Linked DNA regions of Columba livia: region 1 is linked to region 2. The links are chromatin contacts, called in public Hi-C maps. All regions are on one chromosome and are shown on one strand. The core of a region is the stretch at or near the end of the contact, and the rest is flanking DNA. Distances in the headings are between cores, read along the strand shown.

Region 1 (3,205 bases), core at 78-2,577, 230 kb after region 2:
ACTCAGTCAACAAATTTATTTCATTCCTGTTGCCATTTCCGCCCAATAGAAAATCATTTCCTGGAGCTGGAAAATGCTTTGGGCACGACTGGGAGAAGCAAATAACTTCTTTACTGAATATGGGGTGTTGACTGATTCAGAATGTCTTGTCAGTTTACCCAAAGTCACCAAGCGCTTAGAGCCAGAAAGAGGATGTGGAGCTCAATTAGTGGAACGAGACCGTGACGAGGGCAGACAGCTCCCCTTGAGCAGTCAGAATACTGCCTGTACCATTTTTTAGAACTCCAGTCTCCCTTTTAGGTGGGAATCTCAGGCACTGGGCTGGAGGGGGCCACCTCTGCCTGACTACCCCAGCTAACCAGCATTGCAGAATTCATCACCTCCAAAATGCTGCTGGTGGGGCAGGCAGGGTACGTCAGCAGAGGAAGAATTCAGTGCTGCTCTCCTGCATTTTGAAGGGGTGTCCGAACTGCCCACCCAGAGCACGGAGGCAAAGCTGCAGCACCTGCCTCCCCCCTCCTTGTGTGAATGGTGCTGTTGTCCCACCCATTTTCTTTCATCCAGAAATAAATCAAGGGAGGTAAGACACAAGGTCTCATTTCCTTAGGAGTTAGGGTGGGGGAAATAAAAATGTTTTTCCTGAATTTCAGTTGAAAGGCTAACAGGAAGCCTTCATTTTTTATGGCATTCACATTGCAGGACTAGCATTTCACCTCTATGGTACATCCAGGTAACTGCACGAGCATTTCCAGACCAAGCAACAGGTTTTTAAGGCCAAGGCTTTAGCGGTGAAGCGGTATGAGAACCACACACACATACTGCCACTTGGACTAACCTGGCAACACTTCCACATAAAAAGGTCTAATGGTGGATGCCTCCTGTCCTTCCAACAGAGGCCCAGCTTGCACTCTGCCGTGAGGGGGAAGTTTCTCTCCAGTGCTCAGTCATAGTAGGGAACCAAAGCATGGAAACCATATGAGCAGAGATTACACAGCCTCTCCAGTCTGGCAGCCAGATGTTGGATTGCAGGAGTGAGCATAACCAGATGATTTTTCTGCCATTTTTCTCCAAACACCCAGAAGAGTTTAACAGAACAACACACACAGAAAGAAACTCATGATCACATTTGCATATTTAAACACATAGACATACTAGTCCCTTCAAAATGGTAATCCCTAAGAATCCAGCACGACTAGGATTTTCAGCTGTCAGGTCCAGCTCACACTCTGCAAGAAGCTGCGAGTAGCAGCTGGACTAGGACTTCTCCATGTCACTGCCTGGATGCCAGGACCAGCCCAGGGGTGCAGCCCACAAAATGCCTCTGCAGGTGGCTCCTGGGTGCAGCACATGGGGACAGGTTTTCAGCTGGCCATGGACAGCTCTGCTCTTTTCTACCCATGCAAAGCTGCCCTGCAGTGAGCTCTTTGGGATTTGGAGTAACAAGTACATCGGGAAAATCATTGCACTGCTGTGAGACACTGGCTGCTGATGCAAAGGGCTCAGGCAAAGGAAAGAGGACTTTGGTGGGATATTCCTACATCCAGCATGAGCTAGCTCCTCAAATACTTCTCTGAGGTCGTAGAAACATGCTAATTTCTAATGAAGCTGACATCAGAGCTCACTGGAGAGACAAGTCAGGCAAGTCAGCCCAGAATCAATATATGCAGACGTTACTTTCAAGGACCAGTTTCAGGGTTGAACCCTGAGCACCAACCCACACCTGTATCCGTCCCACAGTGTCTACGCCAGACAGCTACATCTGGAACAAAAACATTTTGTTCCATTTAATATCCTGTGCTTTCTCCTGTACGAAACATGGGTTCAACACTCACACACACAATGTGTGTTGTGCAGTCCCACACCAGCTGGAGAGAATGCATTAGGACAGCAATGAATATCAGCAGATGGACAACAATCACCACTTAACTGCTGCAACTTATGTTTAAGATGAAACAAAATCCAGGAACAACTCCAATTCTCAGCTAGATAATACAGAAAAACAGCAGTTCTGTCTCTGAACTGCTTTTAGCTGACCTGTATCTCATGAAGGCACGGGAAAAATCCCCACTGGAGCTTTTGACCCTCAGACAGGCTAATTCCAGTTGATTGTTCCCATTTTATTTAGTTATGCAAACAAGCACCAAGCCCTACACATAAGCCTCATAAATAATGTTCCTCCATCCCGAAAAAATTCAGGTGAGAGTTTTAGTTTCGTGATCCTTATTCTGTCATGAGAAAAATAAACAAGTAGAAATTCATGAGCACTTCTTCCCTGTAAATAACAGTGTATCTTACTGTAACTAAAACCAAGGTCTTTTGAAATGGCCTGAAATCTTAAGTTGGGGGGGGGGAGCCCAGATGGAAGGGTAAACTGATTCTGACACAAGTTTCTCTCAGCATCTTGAGAAATTAACTCAAACACTCAAAGGACCCACAAGTTGAGCTCTTCTCCTGGCAGGCTGGCCAGGTTTGTGCACATCTTTTATGGGAAGGAGAAGTCGAAGACAGTCCGAGGATGCATCCTTTGACAGGCTGCATCTCCCCTCCTCCCTACAGCCTCTTACTCAACACAGTTCTTCTGGAGGGCCAAGAGTGGCTGGAAATATCCCAACAAAGCATTTATTCTGAAGACAGATACAGAGATACACAGAGAAGGAGAGCTTTCTGAAACACTACCTTGCTGACCCCAAAATGCTTTGTTTGAAACAACTCTCTCTGAATAACCTTTGGGGAAGCCTGAGGCTTGAAGCCCGTGACAGCTGCCCCGACAGACAAGAACATCAGACTCCCCCAGCAGCTGTAGGGCCTGGGGAGCTTCTGGATTCCTGGAAATACTGACAAGTTTTCAATTCTGGCCAGTTTTGACCACTGCCAAATTTTAAAATTCCTGCAAGAATTCTGGCATTACCTTCAAATCATGACAACTAAATTAACAGATGTGCTTTCCCCTTACCTCCATGTTTGCAGACCTCAGAGGTGCCAGTGATTTCACACAATAACAGTGTGAAAACTTTTAATCCTCTCGTTAAAAATAAGGAAAAACTGAAATTCTTATACAGTAGCCTTCTGCTATTGCTTGTGTCACAAAACTCATGGAAAAAAATAGCTGAATTACCATGCTACTTGCTTCTAGATCCGACTTTAGAGCTACAGCTCTGTTGCCAGTAGCATAAAGAAAAAGCCTTTAGGATGCAAGCATTGTGGA
Region 2 (3,419 bases), core at 293-2,792:
CCTTCTCTCAGGAATAGTTGCTTTCCCACATGAGAACTGCATATGTAGTTAACTGGTCAGTGTTCAAGTCAGTCCTTAATTCATAATCCAGATGAAGCTTCTAAAAGTTGCACTCAGGGCGCAGGTGACATTTAATGTGCAGGGTTAGCTAAGCTCAATACCCCTCTGCACGACTACCACTGTTGCACAGTGGATCCCATCCTTGAGAAGGCCCCTCAGGAAGGGGAGAACTGAAGCTGAAGGGGAATGATGAAGCACCGATGCTCAAGGAACAGAGGCAGCATTTGGTGCAATGAGGAGAACAGTGAAAAGTGAGGAGCAAGTTACCAATGTTGTTTGTTTCAATGCCAAGCCAACAGGCTGCAACAGGTAACAATACATTGAATGTGTGATATTACGGATGTGCCTTACCTTGAGCTGTCTGAAACCCTGTCATCTAGATATTCCTTCTTTTTAATATGCTGCTTTGTTTTTAAAAGCCTCTCCCAGGCTCTGACAGTCAGGTTTTGGGAGGAAATATTCCAGGAGTCATGAAAGACAGTCTTTTGGACACCCCTAGAGCTAAGGGCTGTGGCCAGCCCCCTTTGCTTGTCATGCTGTACCTATGCCATCTTGTAATTTGGCTCCCCACATCGCTGCTGGGCTGTGGTCCCCACCTTGTGAATAGCTGCTTAAATTTCAGCAGCTTAATAGCTGCTTAAATCTCTCTTGACTGGGGTACACAGTGATCACCTTGCTCTGAAACAAAACAAGGTGCAGTTCTGCCACATACACAGTATGGATGAGCAGGTGTCAGGTTTGGCTCCGTGTGCCACACAGAGCCTTCCAACACCACTCCTTTTTTTTTTTTTTTTTTTTTTTTTTTTGCTTAGTTTCTGCAACATGCAGCAGAAGATGCATTATTATTTTTTATGAAAATAGGGGTATATTTCTGAAATTCCTCAAAAAACAGATGGGGCTGTGGGATGTGGGGTGGGGAGATGGCAGAAGAAACAAACAAGTCTGAGTGGGAAGTGCCTTGTAGATCTAAAATGACTTCTCTCCAGTGCAAGAAGACTGAAACAAAAACCCTGGCCAGCTGTGGGGTGGAAGTTCAGAAAGAACAAAGGATGATATGAAGAAGGAAAGATAACCTTGTGCAGAAAGTTCTGTACAGTCGTTCATTGATGTGAACGCTGTGCCTGCACAGGACTGAATATCCACCTCAGCTGGCAGAGCTCAGTGCCACAGGGGACAAGATAAATTGAACATGGTGCGTGGGTAACACGCGTGGGCCAGCTGAAGCTCCCCTGGGTTCTGAGGGACAGGCTCAGAGCTCGGGATCTCCCCGAGGAGAAGTTTTCTGGAGGAGCCAGGTGAGTGCACGCAGGGGAAGCGGATGATGCTGGGACGGCCGGCCGGGCCGGGACGGGGCGGGGCCGGGCGGGTGTGCCGGGCCGCGGGCTGGGTCGGGGCGGGCAGCGGGTGCCGGGCGGGCCGGGGCCGGGGCGGCGGGGTGCCGCGGGGGGCGGAGGGCCGGCGCCCGCCTCCGCGGGGCCGCCCCGCTGCAGTCTCCCGGCAGCCCGGGAGGAGGAGACGGCGGGGCGCGCTGGAAGCAGCGGGGCAGCCCCGCGGAGACGGACGCCGGGCGGGCGGCAGTTCCGCGCCCCGCCGCTCCTGCCGCCCGCGCCCCGCTACCCCCGGCCCCATGGCGGGGCTCGCCGCACCCCGCGCCCCGCCTCGGCCCTGGGCCGCCCTGCTGCTCCTCGCCGTCCTGCTGCCCGCCGCCGCCCCAGGTAGGCAGCCGCCCCGGGCGCCCCCGGAGGTGCCCCGCTCTGCGCCCGTGTGGGTGAGCGTCTGCTGGCCCACGCGTGCGGCTGCCGGCCCCTGCACCCGGCGTGCCCGGCTCGCCTCCGTGGGGTGGGAGCGTGGCGGGGAGTTGTGCCGCGGGGCGAGGGGTTGCTTCGAGACGCTGCGGTGACGGGCGACCGGGTACTTGGGGGAGCCGGGGCGGCATCGCGGTGGGACACCCCTCCTTGCCAAGCCGGGCCGCTGCCTGCAGAGGCACCTGCTGCTGCCCGTGTTTGTGCCGGTCCCTCCGCCGGTGCCGGGGTGGGCAGACCGGCCGCTTCAGCGCTTCTCTGCCGCAGGCTGAGATGGGAAACCCGAGCGGGGGGCTGTGTGTATCTGCAGAGCCGGGCCGAACCCAGCACCGAGGGTCTGGGGACCCCCACGGCTCCCGGACATCGAGACCTTCTCAGGTCAGCCGGCTGCGGCTCGGCTGCGCTTGGGGCAGCGCGGGGCTGCAGCCCGCAAGGACGGTTCCGGCCAAACGTGAGGCGGGGGCAACGGAGGGCTGCTTCCTTCTTGCCTTTAGCCCGCCTGTGCCTTATTCCCGCCGGCACCAGGTCCCGGTCCCTTCATCCCGTTTGGGGTCGGCTGAAGAGCCCCGCTCACTCGTTTGACGGGGTTGACAGGAGGCAGCCCCCGCGCTGAGCATCTCTTTTTAAGTCAGGCGAGATCCCTCTTCATTCTCGTCCTCGGAGTCCTTTGAATTGGACCCTAGATCAGCCTGGGCGAGGCTGGGGCTGCTGGCAGGATTCCCCGGCCTCGCAGTCTCTGGTTTAAGCTGCTCTGGAGGTCGCGTGGGGTGGCTGATCTTCCCCATCCTTTCCTGCGTGGACAGCATTGTTTGCATCACAGGCAATGCTGAGTCCCTGTCTCGGTTTGTGCCCACAAGGTCTTTGCACCAGAGCACGGCTAGGGGCAGATATAGAAGGACATTTCAGCACCACATTTTAACTGCTGGATTTACAGTGGCCAGGGCGGTATGGGGACACCTGCTCCCTAGCTCTTAGTGAGGTGGCTGCCCCATCTTGAGCCCAAATCAGCATCTCAGCAGTTCAGGGCTGAGCAGGACCTAATGTCACCCATGACTCCTGGTGCATTTTAGTGTGCAGCTACACACACTGGAAAGATCTCCTTGACCTGGAACAAGGGAAATATCTTCAAGCCTGGTTTGAAGATTCTGTACAACCCTCTCTTTGTGGGCTGCTGAAGGTGTGTGGCTTGCAGGGTGCACAGCTGCAGACTAGCGGCAGAGTGCATTTGCAGGAGGGTGACAGCAGGTAAGCTTTGCTGGGAGGTGCTCATGTATCCACTGCTGTCTGTCTTTCTGTGCGGTGCTATGCCTACCCAGGTTAAACCTGGGATCGCTCTCCTGGAAGTGGGTTTGTAGAGGTGCTGCTTTGTGGCAGTGGGGAATGGAGGGGCAACTGGATCTGCTGTCCCTGGGGCTGCCTGCTGGCACACGAGAGGGAAAGGGGCAGGGGAGTTTGGGTGCTAATATCACAGGCAATATAATGGGAAATGTCGTAGCCTCTGAGGAAAAGTGTTAGCTGTTGAACATAGGCAGGCTTTTGCTTTGTGTGATGTCTAAA

What was found. Hi-C and Micro-C count contacts between places; a contact is called where the count stands out from the background.
Region 1: a contact with region 2 is called in a Hi-C map of crop, with 4 times the contacts expected there. The contact joins the enhancer-like site here to the promoter of FNDC1 in region 2. A contact is called at or near these places in 2 of 2 Hi-C or Micro-C datasets (crop and liver).

The regions. Positions count from the first base shown.
Region 1 is chr3:70,748,899-70,752,103 of bColLiv1.pat.W.v2, forward strand. No RefSeq gene overlaps it. Among named protein-coding and RNA genes, the nearest start is that of SOD2, 16 kb to the right of the region's middle. Within about 2 kb of position 1,328, at least 1 of the 3 cell types and tissues checked has an H3K27ac peak away from gene starts, as active enhancers do.
Region 2 is chr3:70,519,077-70,522,495 of bColLiv1.pat.W.v2, forward strand. It overlaps FNDC1 (fibronectin type III domain containing 1), which reads left to right and starts at 1,543. Exons shown (of 20, transcript XM_065057538.1): 1 at 1,543-1,775. The coding sequence starts at 1,688.